Regions from separate parts of the Mus musculus genome. Here regions 1, 2 and 4 are each linked to region 3. Evidence: chromatin contacts called from public Hi-C data. All regions are on one chromosome and are shown on one strand. Each heading gives the region's core, a stretch centred on a gene start, on an enhancer-like site or on the middle of the called end of the contact. The rest is flanking DNA. Distances are from core to core; before and after follow the strand shown. Region 1 has its middle 56 kb from the start of Gm34819. Region 2 has its middle 6.8 kb from the start of Dok2. Region 3 has its middle 14 kb from the start of Gm34757. Region 4 overlaps Gm34500 (a long non-coding RNA gene).

Region 1 (2,700 bases), core at 160-2,659, 380 kb before region 3:
AGTCTAAGTACATAGGCACAGGAAGCCACTCCCTTGTACTTTTCATGCCCAGATCTAGAACCGATTGCTCACTTGTCTCCTAGCACAAAGTACAGCACCAACAGTGAAAGTCCCTGCCTTGCAGACACAAACTTCCAAGGAGCTCTGAAGGCTTAAGAGTATTTCCTCCTACTGTTATGCACAAAGGTCTCCAGCTCCTGGGGTTTTAGGAAAGGTTTCTGGTCTGCCTCAAGAGGGTAGGAAACTCAACTGCAGCTTAATTAATTTAGCCCTCTTATCCCAGGAGACAAAACATCACTAATAGCATTAAAGTGTCTCAGCTCCTTACCCACAGTCTTGTGTGGGGCCACCACCACAATCAGTAGTGGCTTTGACATTTCCTTCATTTAGTCATGCATCACCCTATCAGGTATGTCTCAAATTTCTTCGAGCTGTCCAGATCTGTGCAGTAAGTTCTATAGGGGATGTGTGTATATAATATAGGACACAGTTCTGCTTTTGAGATTTTACAGGAGCAAAAGGCTCATTGAAAAATTTAGTCTAATGGGATAGTAAATGGCAGCTTCTAGGGGTGAAATGCAATAATCCTAATGGTGGCAATAGCAAATGTTGAAGGGTCCCCAAAATATGCTAGAACATTCATTACAAATATTCACTGGACTCAGTGTATATTCATGCCCATAGCTAATATTTACTCTGGTGATATAGGACACACAAATGGATCATAGGGGAAAGACACAGGCAGTGTCTGAAGAAATTGATAGGCTGGATTTCACAAGTTCTCCCTCCTTTAGCAACATGTGTGTGTGTGATGTGTGTGTCTGGCTTAACAGTTAGAAACAGCATGGCAAGGTTTCCATTGGGGAAGGTCAGATAGGCACTTTCTAGTTAGCATATGTCACAACTCTGGACTATCAGAAGAGATTTAGGTTCTAGCATAAAGTCTGTCTGGTCACAGTGAGCCACTCTTATCACTGAGAGGATATATTATATGGGTGAGCCAATGTGACTATCTACTATTCAGTTTCCCAGGTATAATCATACAGGGGCATACTTGCACTCAGATCTCTGTAAGACTTGTGGTGTCAAACCCACTACTGATCTCTTTCCATGGCAGTAGTGAAAGGTAAACAGATTTGGAAAGAGAGGCACGAGCAAGAGCTAGGATGCTTAATAAACCAGAGGCTCTTGAGCTGAGTCATGGAGTACGATGGCATCAGGCCAGGCAGAAGGGACAGAGAACAGAGCATAGGATAATGATGCTTCATTCTCAGTGAGAGAACAAAGAGCAGCGATGGGAGAGTAGTAAGCAGGGAAAAATGGCCTCCTCAGACTAGCCAATAAAAATTCATGAGGATCTGTTGCAAGATAGAAACTATCAGGCATTGAGAATTTAAAGCCAAACATTAGTCATTAAGATTTCTTAGACAAGTAGGGAAAGAGGCAAGTGGCCAAATGATAGCAGGCCAGTTGGGGTGGGGGAGTTCTTAAGCATTCATACCCAGCCATGACTTCAAAATTTTCTAGATGAGGAGGTGGGAAAGGCTGTGCAGAATCCTACTTCTACATATGCAAAATCTTAGCAGAGCAGGGTATAGATATTCCAAGGTTTTATGCCATGTCATTTTCCTGAGCAGCCTAGGGACCCATGTGTTTAGAAGGATCTATCTTGGTTTTGTTGGTGGGTTGGTTGGTCGTCTTGTGTTTGTTTGCTTATTTGCCATCAGCAGGGCCAGCTTACATCTAATCACATAACTGTTAATGTTAGTAAATACTCACCAAGTACATATTTTATAGAAAGGACACTCAGGTTCACAGTTTTGGCACCTGTCATGGTTATTCCTAATTTGTTTTGTACACAGATAGTCAGGTAGTACAGACTGGCCTTAAATTCAATAGATAACAGAGATGACCTTGAACTCCTTATCCCCCTGCCTCCACCTCTCAAGTGCTAGAATTATGGGCCCAGGTATGTGATATTGTGTCTTACTGGTTATGATTAGTGATTCTTCTTTTCTCCAAGTTATATGTAATGGATCTGCAAGTCCTGCTGCCATTGCTTCTAAGCATACTCCCAGGATACTACCTCTTACCATTGCTATTGCTGGCTTTGAAATACAAATCTCCCTTCTAATTGACCTCTTTGCAACAGCAAAAATGTTTCCTTTAAAATATAAGTCATTGCCAATGAGATAAATCTGTAGGTAAGTGTACTGGTCAGGCACCAAGGCAAGCTAGACTACTTGAGTTTATTGTCTGATTCTTGAGAATGAAGAGGCTCCCACCAGTTGTCCTCTGGCCTCTGCATGTGATTCATAGCACAAGTGAGCAAACATACATACACATACACACACATGCACACACATGCACCACACACACACACACACACACACACACACACACACACACTATAAATACTATTTAAATGTCATGTTACTGCCTTGCATAAAAACTTACAGATGTTTACCAATACCCTTAGTACAGCTTTCACCCATGCCTCATGTCCTGGTAGTGTGGTCCATGTCTGCATCTCTCGCATCTAGATGTCATTCTACCTGTCATTCACCTGAACTTCTTTCCAGCCCAGAACATGGAAAGACATCCCTGTCTCAGGGCCTTTATGCTTTCTGTTGTCTGTGTCTGACTCTCTCTTTAACAGGCTACCAGGACATTGGCTCCTTTTGCCTATGCAGGTCTCTG
Region 2 (2,700 bases), core at 29-2,528, 400 kb after region 3:
TTGGTCTTCAAGTGGGACCCCTAACAGCCGGAGCAAGGGCTGTTTCTGACTCTGTGGCCTGCCTTTGGGACCCTTCCCTCCTACGGGGCTACCTTGTCTAGCCTCAATAGAGGAGGATGTGCCCAGTCTTACTGCAACTTGATATGCCAGGGTTGGTTGATGGGAGCCCCCCCCCCCCTTCTGAAAAGACAGAAGACAAGTAAATGGAGATTGGCAGGAAGGACTGGGAGGAGGGGAAGGAAGGGAAACTGTGGTCAGGATGTAAAGTGAAGAAATAATTAATAAGCCGGGCGTGGTGGCACACCTTTAATCTCAGCACTCGGGAGGCAGAGGCAGGTGGATTTCTGAGTTTGAGGCCAGTCTGGTCTACAGAGTGAGTTCCAGGACAGCCAGGGCTACACAGAGAAACCCTGTCTTGTAAAACCAAAAGAAGAGGAAGAGGAAGGAGGAGGAGGGAGGAGGGAGGAGGAGGGAGGAGGGAGGAAGGAGGAAGAAGAAGAAGAAGAAGAAGAAGAAGAAGAAGAAGAAGAAGAAGAAGAAGAAGAAGAAGAAGAAGAAGAGAAAAAGAAAAGAAATAATTAATAAAAGAATATTCAGTGGTGACAATGTGTAGTGACAAATTTCTCAGAACATGTCCATTCATTAGACAACCTATGACCTCAATTAAAAGATTAAGCCAGTCTATAATAGTCCTAGATACACCTAAGTTTCTCATAGTATCAACAGGTACTAAGCAGCTTGCCTAGAGCCAGAGACCCATTCTGGGTGGCAAGGTCTTTGTAAATCCTTTGCTCGGGCCCACAATGGCAGGTCTGTTTCCTTCCTTGCCTGTGCACTTTCCCCTGGCCGCCTGGGTGGCTCAGCGGCTCTTGAAGGAGGCCTTGCCTCAGTGTGTCTGTCTGTGGTGCTCTCAAGCGCTTCTCTCCCTGACCCATCAGTGACCGCCTCTGCTGCTCCCCACTGCTTGCTCCTTTGAGTTGGGGCTAGGGGCTGGGGAACCTTCCGGAATCCCAGCTTCTGAGAGAGAGGGACATACAAGTGGCAGTTGCTCTGTAGTATTACTGGATGAATGATGCACACACATCGCGGTGACACAGACACAGCTAAAGCTAGCTAAGAGGCATTCAGAGCTCCCTGCAGAATGGGGCACACCCACTGGCTCATTTCCTCCGAGGACACTAAAAACCTAGTCAGCATTTCCCCAACAGCCTTCTAAGGACTTTCATTGCCACTCCCAGCTTCCCCAAATGCTCTACTTCCGCAGCTACCAACCCCTCACCCCACTTTTCCCCAATCAAGCTGTCCACCACGTCCCCTGGTGAGATCACGTGATCTCAGAGTAGAGCAACCAGAAAGTTCTGTCTCTTGAAGGTGAAGGGCGCAAAGAGATAGGGATCGGCTCAGGATCCCATATTTTGAAAGCGTGTTCACATTTCCGGAGGGGAATCCCAAGGTTCGGAAGACTCCCGAAGCTGCCCCTCACCACCAGATCCTTCAGGTAGAGAAATTCGTCCCTCAGGACCAGGCACCCACCGCGCCTCGCAAGCTTAGTCCCTAGTTGCAGTTTCCACAGGCTGGCACTGCCCCCTGCTGGGCACATTCGGGATGAGTGCGTCAAGTGCCAAGTGAGGAATCAATAATGTGGCCTTCTTTGCTTTGAGACACAAAGCGTCTACCTGACTCCTGCCCCAATGCTCTTCCCCCATGTCCTGAGGAGCCTGGGCTCCTTGGAGAATTGGACCCGCAGATTGAATGCAAACCTTGGCACAGACAAAAGTGGCAGAGAACCTCTTACCTGCTCCAGCTTACGTACTCCGTTAATAACTGTCAAAAGCTACCATAAGACAAAACCTAGGAGGCCACACACCCGGGGTCTTGAAGGCATGGATCTGTGTGTCTGTTGCTCATTACTCTCCTGGATGCTAGAACCTTGTCTTGCACTAGAACCTCACTGTGACTGGACAGAATGCAGCCGCCGTCTTTCTGTTTGGTTGGTTGGTTGCTTGCTTGCTTTTTTGCTTCTTTGGTTTTTTAGTTTTTCGAGACAGGGTTTATGTATGCAGCCTTGACTGCCCTGGAACTCTGCTCTGTAGAACAGGCTGGTCTTGAACTGAGAGATATGCCTGTCTCCGGAGTACTGGGATTAAAGACTCACCCCCTGGCTACTGTAGCCATCGTAATTAACCTCAGCATGTGAGGATCCAAGCTCACTACCTGAAACTTAAGTGTCGCCTTGGAAACCTCTCTTCTTCGTCACCCAAGCTGCACAGGAGCTAACTCTGTAGCAGCTTTTGAATCCCAGGAACCCTTTCAGTGGCATCTCTACGCTATACCTCTCACCCCCAAGTCCAGCTTCCCAGAGCTGCTGTCCCTAAAGATTTATTCCTGTGGCATTCCTTACCCAAGAGCCTCAAACCTCCCTTCCTTCTCCCACTAACAATGAGCTTCCCACAACATACTCCGAATCTGCTGCTGCCGACACTACCCCTCCACCTACAGCAGGTTTCTGTGTTGCTAAGACCTCCCAATGTTCATGTCGTCCTAAGCCAAAGAGGCATGGGGCACACCTGACCTACCAAGAGATTGGAGGCCATTGCCAATGCCCCGATGCCGGCGCTGAGGAAAAGGAGCCCATCCATAGAGATCAGCTGATCAAAGTTCAGTGTTCAAAATGTGGTTTCTACTGGATGGATGTTTCCT
Region 3 (2,896 bases), core at 320-2,819:
TTGTTGAAGATGCTTTCCTTTTTATTGTATGTTTTTTGGGGGGTTTGTTTGTTTGTTTGTTTGTCAAAATTCAAGTGTCCTTAGGTGTTATTTCTGGGTCTTTGATTTGATTCCATTGATCAACCTGTCTGTTTCTATACCAATACCATTGAGTTTTTATTACTCTTTCTCTGTAGTACTGCTTCTACTAAAATCAGGGACAAGACAACACTGTTCACTCTTTTCATACCTCTTCAAGATAGTACCTGAAGATCTAGCTAGAACAAGACAACTAAAGGAGAGCAAGGAAATACAAATTGGAAAGGGAAAGTCAAAGAATTGCTATTCACAGATGATATCACAGAATTCACAAGTGACCTCAAAATCTCTACCAAAGAACTCCTATGGGTGATAACCACCTCTAGCAAAGTAGCTGAATAGGAAATTAACTAAAATAATCAGTAGTCCTACTTTATACAAATGATAAACTGTCTGAGAATGAAAGCAGGGAAACAACACCCTTCACAATAGCCACAAGTAAAATAAAATATCTTGGTGTAACTAAGCAAGTGAAAAGCCTGTGTGACAAGAACTTCAAGTCTCTGAAGAAAGAAATTGAAGAAGATCTTAGAAGATGGAAAGATCCCCCATGCTCATGGATTGGTAGGATTAACAGTGAAATGGCCATCTTACTAAAAGCAATCTACAGATTCAATGCAACTCTCATAAAAATTCCAATATGATTCTTTACAGGCCTTGAAAGGACAATTCTCAACTTCATATGGAAATATAAAACAACAACAACAACAAAACAGACTATCTAAAACAATCCTGCACAATGAAAGAAGGTCTGGAGGGGTGACAAGAACTTCAAGTCTCTGAAGAAAGAAATTGAAGAAGATCTTAGAAGATGGAAAGATCCCCCATGCTCATGGATTGGTAGGATTAACATAGTGAAGTGTTTAAAGTTCTTTAAACTGTGTGCCTCAGGTATTTGTCACAGCAACAAAAGGACCAAGTAACATAAACCCCACGGAAGAAATTTCTCCATGAGCAAGGCCAGTGGTAGTGAAAATAGTTGAGAATGTTATTTCCTGATGTGTAAATAAAATTGGCATTTCCAGGGCCACAAATATTTACTAAGCATCTACTGTGTAACAGGAAATAAAAATGTCAACAGCTGGCACTCTCCATCATCCAAGCTTACAGAAGGCAGAACAGACGCAGAAGGTTGTACTGTGGACAGCGTGGATAAATAAGTGGCAAACCAGAGGCCACAGTAGTCCTAAAGCCACATGCCTGACTCCCCCTCCATCAGCCATCATCACTGTTGGTCTCTATATTCAGCCCAAGTAGGAATTGAATAAAAGAGCCTTGTCCTTTTGAAAGCTTCCTTATCTAACCCGCAGATCCAACCACTGGAGATTGTCAAGGAGAAATCATATTAAAGCCAATTACAGTTCACAGCACTGTTACAACGGTGGAGTGGATGAATATGGAGAACAACTGCTGCCAAGTGGCAAGAAGGAAACCAGGCAAGCCACTCCTCTGAGCTCACCAGACCCATAGGAAGGACCCAGAATAGCCTCACTGATGAGTTAATCTCATTGTCCAGAGACAAAAGACCTGTGGCTGAGTCTAAACCCACATCTGTGACTTAAGAATGTGGGCTCCAAGAATGAGGACCTAGAAACGACCTTTCCCTGCAATCTCCGAGAAACCATGAGTCTGCCATGCTGCCATGCAAGGCAGTCCTCTGACTATCCTGTGAGCACCGGTTTCCTGCCCAGCCTCTGCACTTGAGTTCCAGTCTCCTTGGAACCACTGTGACCAACGGTGTTTGCCTTACCAAAGAGTAAGAAGAGGACAGTTTTGTTAGTAAGTTAGAAAGTGAGAAATGGGTTCAAAAGTCTTCTCTTGGATATAATGACGATGATGTTTGAAGATTCATCTCAAGAACCACACCCAGAATATTTTGAGACTCTGATGGAAGGAGAAATTGTCAGCTGCCTGAGTTATCTCCTGATAGTATTCTTCCACACATATAAACATCCCTGGCACAAGCTGGCTCTGGAATCACCTAGAGGCCAGACAGTATAACATTGTCAACCTGCCACCTGAGCCTTCACCATGCTGTGGCTCCTCCTGGCTATATTCTGGAGCTTCTCCATTCCTTACCTACTACCTAGAACATAGCAGGTTCTGAATAAACATTTCCAAAGGCCGTGGAGTAGAAAAATATGTGTTATGAACCTTTTCGATACCAGAAATATCTCTCCTGGATCCTGAACTCTCCCCAGACTAGGCTCTACCTGGACCTAGTAAGCCTACACCAGTAAGCCAAAGATCCCGAGGTTCCAAGCTTGTCATACACATATGTACTTGTAAGAATTCTATAACCTGGGTAATTTCTGACTACGTTATCTATTGCCTTTGCTGTTCTGACTCCTCCCTTTACCACGTCTCTATACTTATTGCCTATGGATAAACACTTTTGGGGGGTGGGGATGTCTTGTCAGTATGTGTGTTTACTTTTAAGACTATAATCTTCGAGATTGAAAAGAAAGAATAGCTTGTCTGAAAAGAGGATGTCACCAGAACTTTATATTAGGACAGCAACATGACAGCCAGATATTAGAGAAGACCAGAAGGCTTTACAAGGCTCTGTAGGGACAGAGATGTTCTTGGGACTTACAAAATCAGTTTCCTCTTCCTTTGCATTATCTGTAATATGTGCCTGTGACTAAGTTCTGGGATAAATGACACTAGGTTACTACCAAGGGCTGTCACTCATATTCAATTCCTAAGGCAACACTTTCATAGTGGCTGGGCCTCAAAAGAACACAGGGACTTCAAAGAGGACCATGTTTTTGTGAACTGAACACCAGAGATGCCCCACTAATGCTCAGCACTTTTT
Region 4 (2,853 bases), core at 281-2,780, 340 kb after region 3:
AAGATCAAACGCCGAATCATCAGCCAGTCCTTCTATGTAAGTCCTGTGTGGGGAGCCAAATGATAAGTCCTAATCTGCCCTTGAAACTGCAACAGCCCCCAACCTTTCCTGTTTACAGCTCTCCTTGGGGGACTCCTTCCACACTGGTAGTTTAGAGCAGTAGGAATTCATTATCTCAGTTATGGGAGCCAAAGGTCAGAAATCAAGATATAGGTGGGGTGAAATCCCTTCCAAAACTCACAGGGAGAGAGCCCTGCCTCCTCTGGCAACACCCAATACTCTTTGGCTCATGGTAGTAATCACTCTACTTTTCCACAGCGTTCCTCTGTTACGCATACCTCCCTTCCTCTCCCATACAAGAGCATCAGTCACTGGACTTGAGACCCATGCAGAACCCCAGGTGATGTCATCTTGAGACTAAAGCCACATACACAGCTACCAGACTTCCAATGCAGACATATATTTTGAGGGGCGCAGCTCACCTCACTGAATTGGTCTGCTTACTGGTAATTCCATATGCTTCCCTTGTCCATATTTTGAGGATCAGACTCTATTGTGAGTTATACAAGGCCTCTAACCACCTTTCCCTTGTGCCCCACAGAACACCGAGGACACAGACCTCTAACATATTCTCCATTGCTGCTCACTCCCTGGCCTGGGGTCTTCTCCAACACTTGACTCATAGAGTTCTGATGAAACAGCCCCCAAGAGAGAGGGAGAAGACAGGGCTTAGCTCAAGGCATTGAGCATTAGTTGACACCAGCTACACAAGCTTCTCAATGTCTCCATGCCTCATCTGCCCCACCTAAAACTAGAGAGGGATAATAGTGAGGGCCCAGTGGCATAATGTACACAAAAGAACCAGACCCAATAAGCAATGTTCGCTGGGTATTTGATCTCTGAATCAATGCCTACTTATGGAAAGGGCCATACCTAATCTGTTGGTCTTGTCTCTCCAAACCAAACTTCTTGAGAAAGGAGGAAGAAGAGGTGGGACTTCTCTTAAAATCTTCTGTGGCAGCTGACACAGCTGGAGTCAGCTCAGCTGCAGTGCCCTAGGGTCTGCACACTCAAACCAGAAAAGCAGGACTGGCCTGGGTCCCAGCCCCAGTCCCTCTGGTCATCTCTCTGACCAACACAACCATGGGCCTCGTGCCACAGAGGAGAGTCAGGGCAGACTGGCTCCTGCAGGCTGTGGGCCAGTGAGGAAGGGGCAGTAATGGAATGAGAGCCGCTGAGATCCAATTCCAGGGAGATTAAGATGAGAGGAACAAACCCCAGAGACTGGCAGTTGGGTGTAATTAGAATAAGCAGGGAATCACAACAGCCCTAGAGTCTCTAGGCCAGACTGGCTGGGCCCATTCCTGTTCCAGAAGGGCCCTGTGGTCAGCTGAACAAGAGGAGATCTCTCTCCATTAGGTCCTGGCAGGGCAAGGCAAGTGAGCGGGCTGCACTGCATCATCTGGGTGGAGCGGCTGAGTGGATGTGACATAATCAAATGAGATGTCCACTTCCTCCACCCAGAGCGGGGGAATTAGCAAGCCTGCCCCTCGCCTCGAGAGACTGTGTTCAGTCCCCATCTGCCTGCATTGCTCTACTCTGTGCTTGTCTGCTTAGGTGCACGTGGGGGTGGGGATGCTGAGAAAGAGCTCTGCCGGTAGAACCGAGAGGCAGAGATTTAGACAGGGAGGGAGGGAATAGACTAGGGAAAGTCCTGGAGGAGGCAGATAGAAGTATAGCGATGGGCAGAAGCAGAGTGCCCACAGGAGAGATAGTGAGAAAGAAGCCAGATGGGAGGAGGGAAAATGGGGATGAAGGGTGGGGCGTGGAAAGGATGAGCAGTGAGCAAGAGATAGAGCCAGATAGGCAGGGAGATAAACTGACATCATCCACAGATACAGACACGAGCTGAGATGAGGGGCAAGAGAAGAGATAAAGAGGCTCCTCAGTGCAGATGATGGTCTGATCTGCAGCCCAAGGAATAAGCAGATAGCAAGACAGGAACCTCATGGATCCTCAGATTGAAGCCCTGTCCTAAGGAGGCCTCTCTCCTTCCTCCCCTCTGTCTATGTTTTCTATGTGTCAGGCACTGCTCTAAACACTCCAAAGCCATGTGCACTGGTGCATCCTTACAATCCCAGCACTCAGGAAGTGGAGGCAGGGGGACCATACGTTCCAGATTATTCTTTGCTACATAGGGAAGTTCAAGACCAACAGTCATGAGACCCTGTCTTGATCTCCCTCCACCCCTGTCCTGGTTGAGGATCTTATACCTCTGTAAAACCATCCATCGGTGGGTGCAGTCAGGGCAAGAATGGAAGCAGGTCAGGAACCCAGAGGCAGGAACTGGAACAGAGGCCATGAAGGAGTGCTGCTTACTGACTTGCTCAGTTTGCTTCCTTACACACCACAGGCCTATCCCCCAAGAGGTGGCACCACCCACAGTGGGCTGGGCCCTCCCACATCAATCATTTATAAATAAAATGCCCCACAGGTTTGCCTACAGGCAAATCTGCTGGGAGCATTTTCTCAACTGAGGCTCTCAGGTGGCTCTAGTTTTGATAAGTTGTCAAAAACCTAAACAACACACACACACACCATAAACACACCACAGGATATCCCTGGATCCTTATCATGCTTCTATGATTGAGAAACAGGCTAAAAAGGATAAGTCACTTACCTAATCAAGGCAACCCTTCTCGAAAGCAAGGAGTCAGCAAGAGACCTCACACTCTCCCTGCAGAGCAGAGCCTTTCTGGAATCATCCTGACCCAGTTGGAACCAGCTCTCTGGGGTTGGGAGCAAGGATGAGAGCCATACTCCTTCTGTATCTTACCTGGACTCTGTCCTAAA

Evidence for each region. A called contact is a pair of places that touch in the nucleus more often than the background predicts.
Region 1: a Hi-C map of the N1E-115 cell line shows a contact between it and region 3, with 5 times the contacts expected there. The contact joins two enhancer-like sites.
Region 2: a contact with region 3 is called in a Hi-C map of the N1E-115 cell line, with 25 times the contacts expected there. The contact joins two enhancer-like sites. A contact is called at or near these places in 1 of 15 datasets of contacts at CTCF or cohesin (large pre-B cells), 2 of 484 Hi-C or Micro-C datasets (LSK cells and the N1E-115 cell line), 1 of 115 datasets of contacts at active chromatin or transcription factors (bone marrow-derived macrophages) and 2 of 9 other capture datasets (liver and macrophages).
Region 4: a Hi-C map of the N1E-115 cell line shows a contact between it and region 3, with 2.0 times the contacts expected there. The contact joins two enhancer-like sites. A contact is called at or near these places in 1 of 15 datasets of contacts at CTCF or cohesin (large pre-B cells) and 1 of 484 Hi-C or Micro-C datasets (the N1E-115 cell line).

What each region holds. Positions count from the first base shown.
Region 1 is chr14:71,563,525-71,566,224 of GRCm38.p6, reverse strand. No RefSeq gene overlaps it. Among named protein-coding and RNA genes, the nearest start is that of Gm34819, 56 kb to the left of the region's middle. Within about 2 kb of position 1,409, at least 1 of the 459 cell types and tissues checked has an H3K27ac peak or open chromatin away from gene starts, as enhancers often do. A contact at or near this core is called in the N1E-115 cell line, where this site is marked.
Region 2 is chr14:70,779,834-70,782,533 of GRCm38.p6, reverse strand. No RefSeq gene overlaps it. Among named protein-coding and RNA genes, the nearest start is that of Dok2, 6.8 kb to the right of the region's middle. Within about 2 kb of position 1,278, at least 125 of the 459 cell types and tissues checked have an H3K27ac peak or open chromatin away from gene starts, as enhancers often do. A contact at or near this core is called in the N1E-115 cell line, where this site is marked.
Region 3 is chr14:71,179,509-71,182,404 of GRCm38.p6, reverse strand. No RefSeq gene overlaps it. Among named protein-coding and RNA genes, the nearest start is that of Gm34757, 14 kb to the right of the region's middle. Within about 2 kb of position 1,569, at least 3 of the 459 cell types and tissues checked have an H3K27ac peak or open chromatin away from gene starts, as enhancers often do. A contact at or near this core is called in the N1E-115 cell line, where this site is marked.
Region 4 is chr14:70,842,593-70,845,445 of GRCm38.p6, reverse strand. The region is part of intron 1 of Gm34500 (a long non-coding RNA gene); the gene reads left to right. Among named protein-coding and RNA genes, the nearest start is that of Gm34500, 6.4 kb to the left of the region's middle. Within about 2 kb of position 1,530, at least 3 of the 459 cell types and tissues checked have an H3K27ac peak or open chromatin away from gene starts, as enhancers often do. A contact at or near this core is called in the N1E-115 cell line, where this site is marked.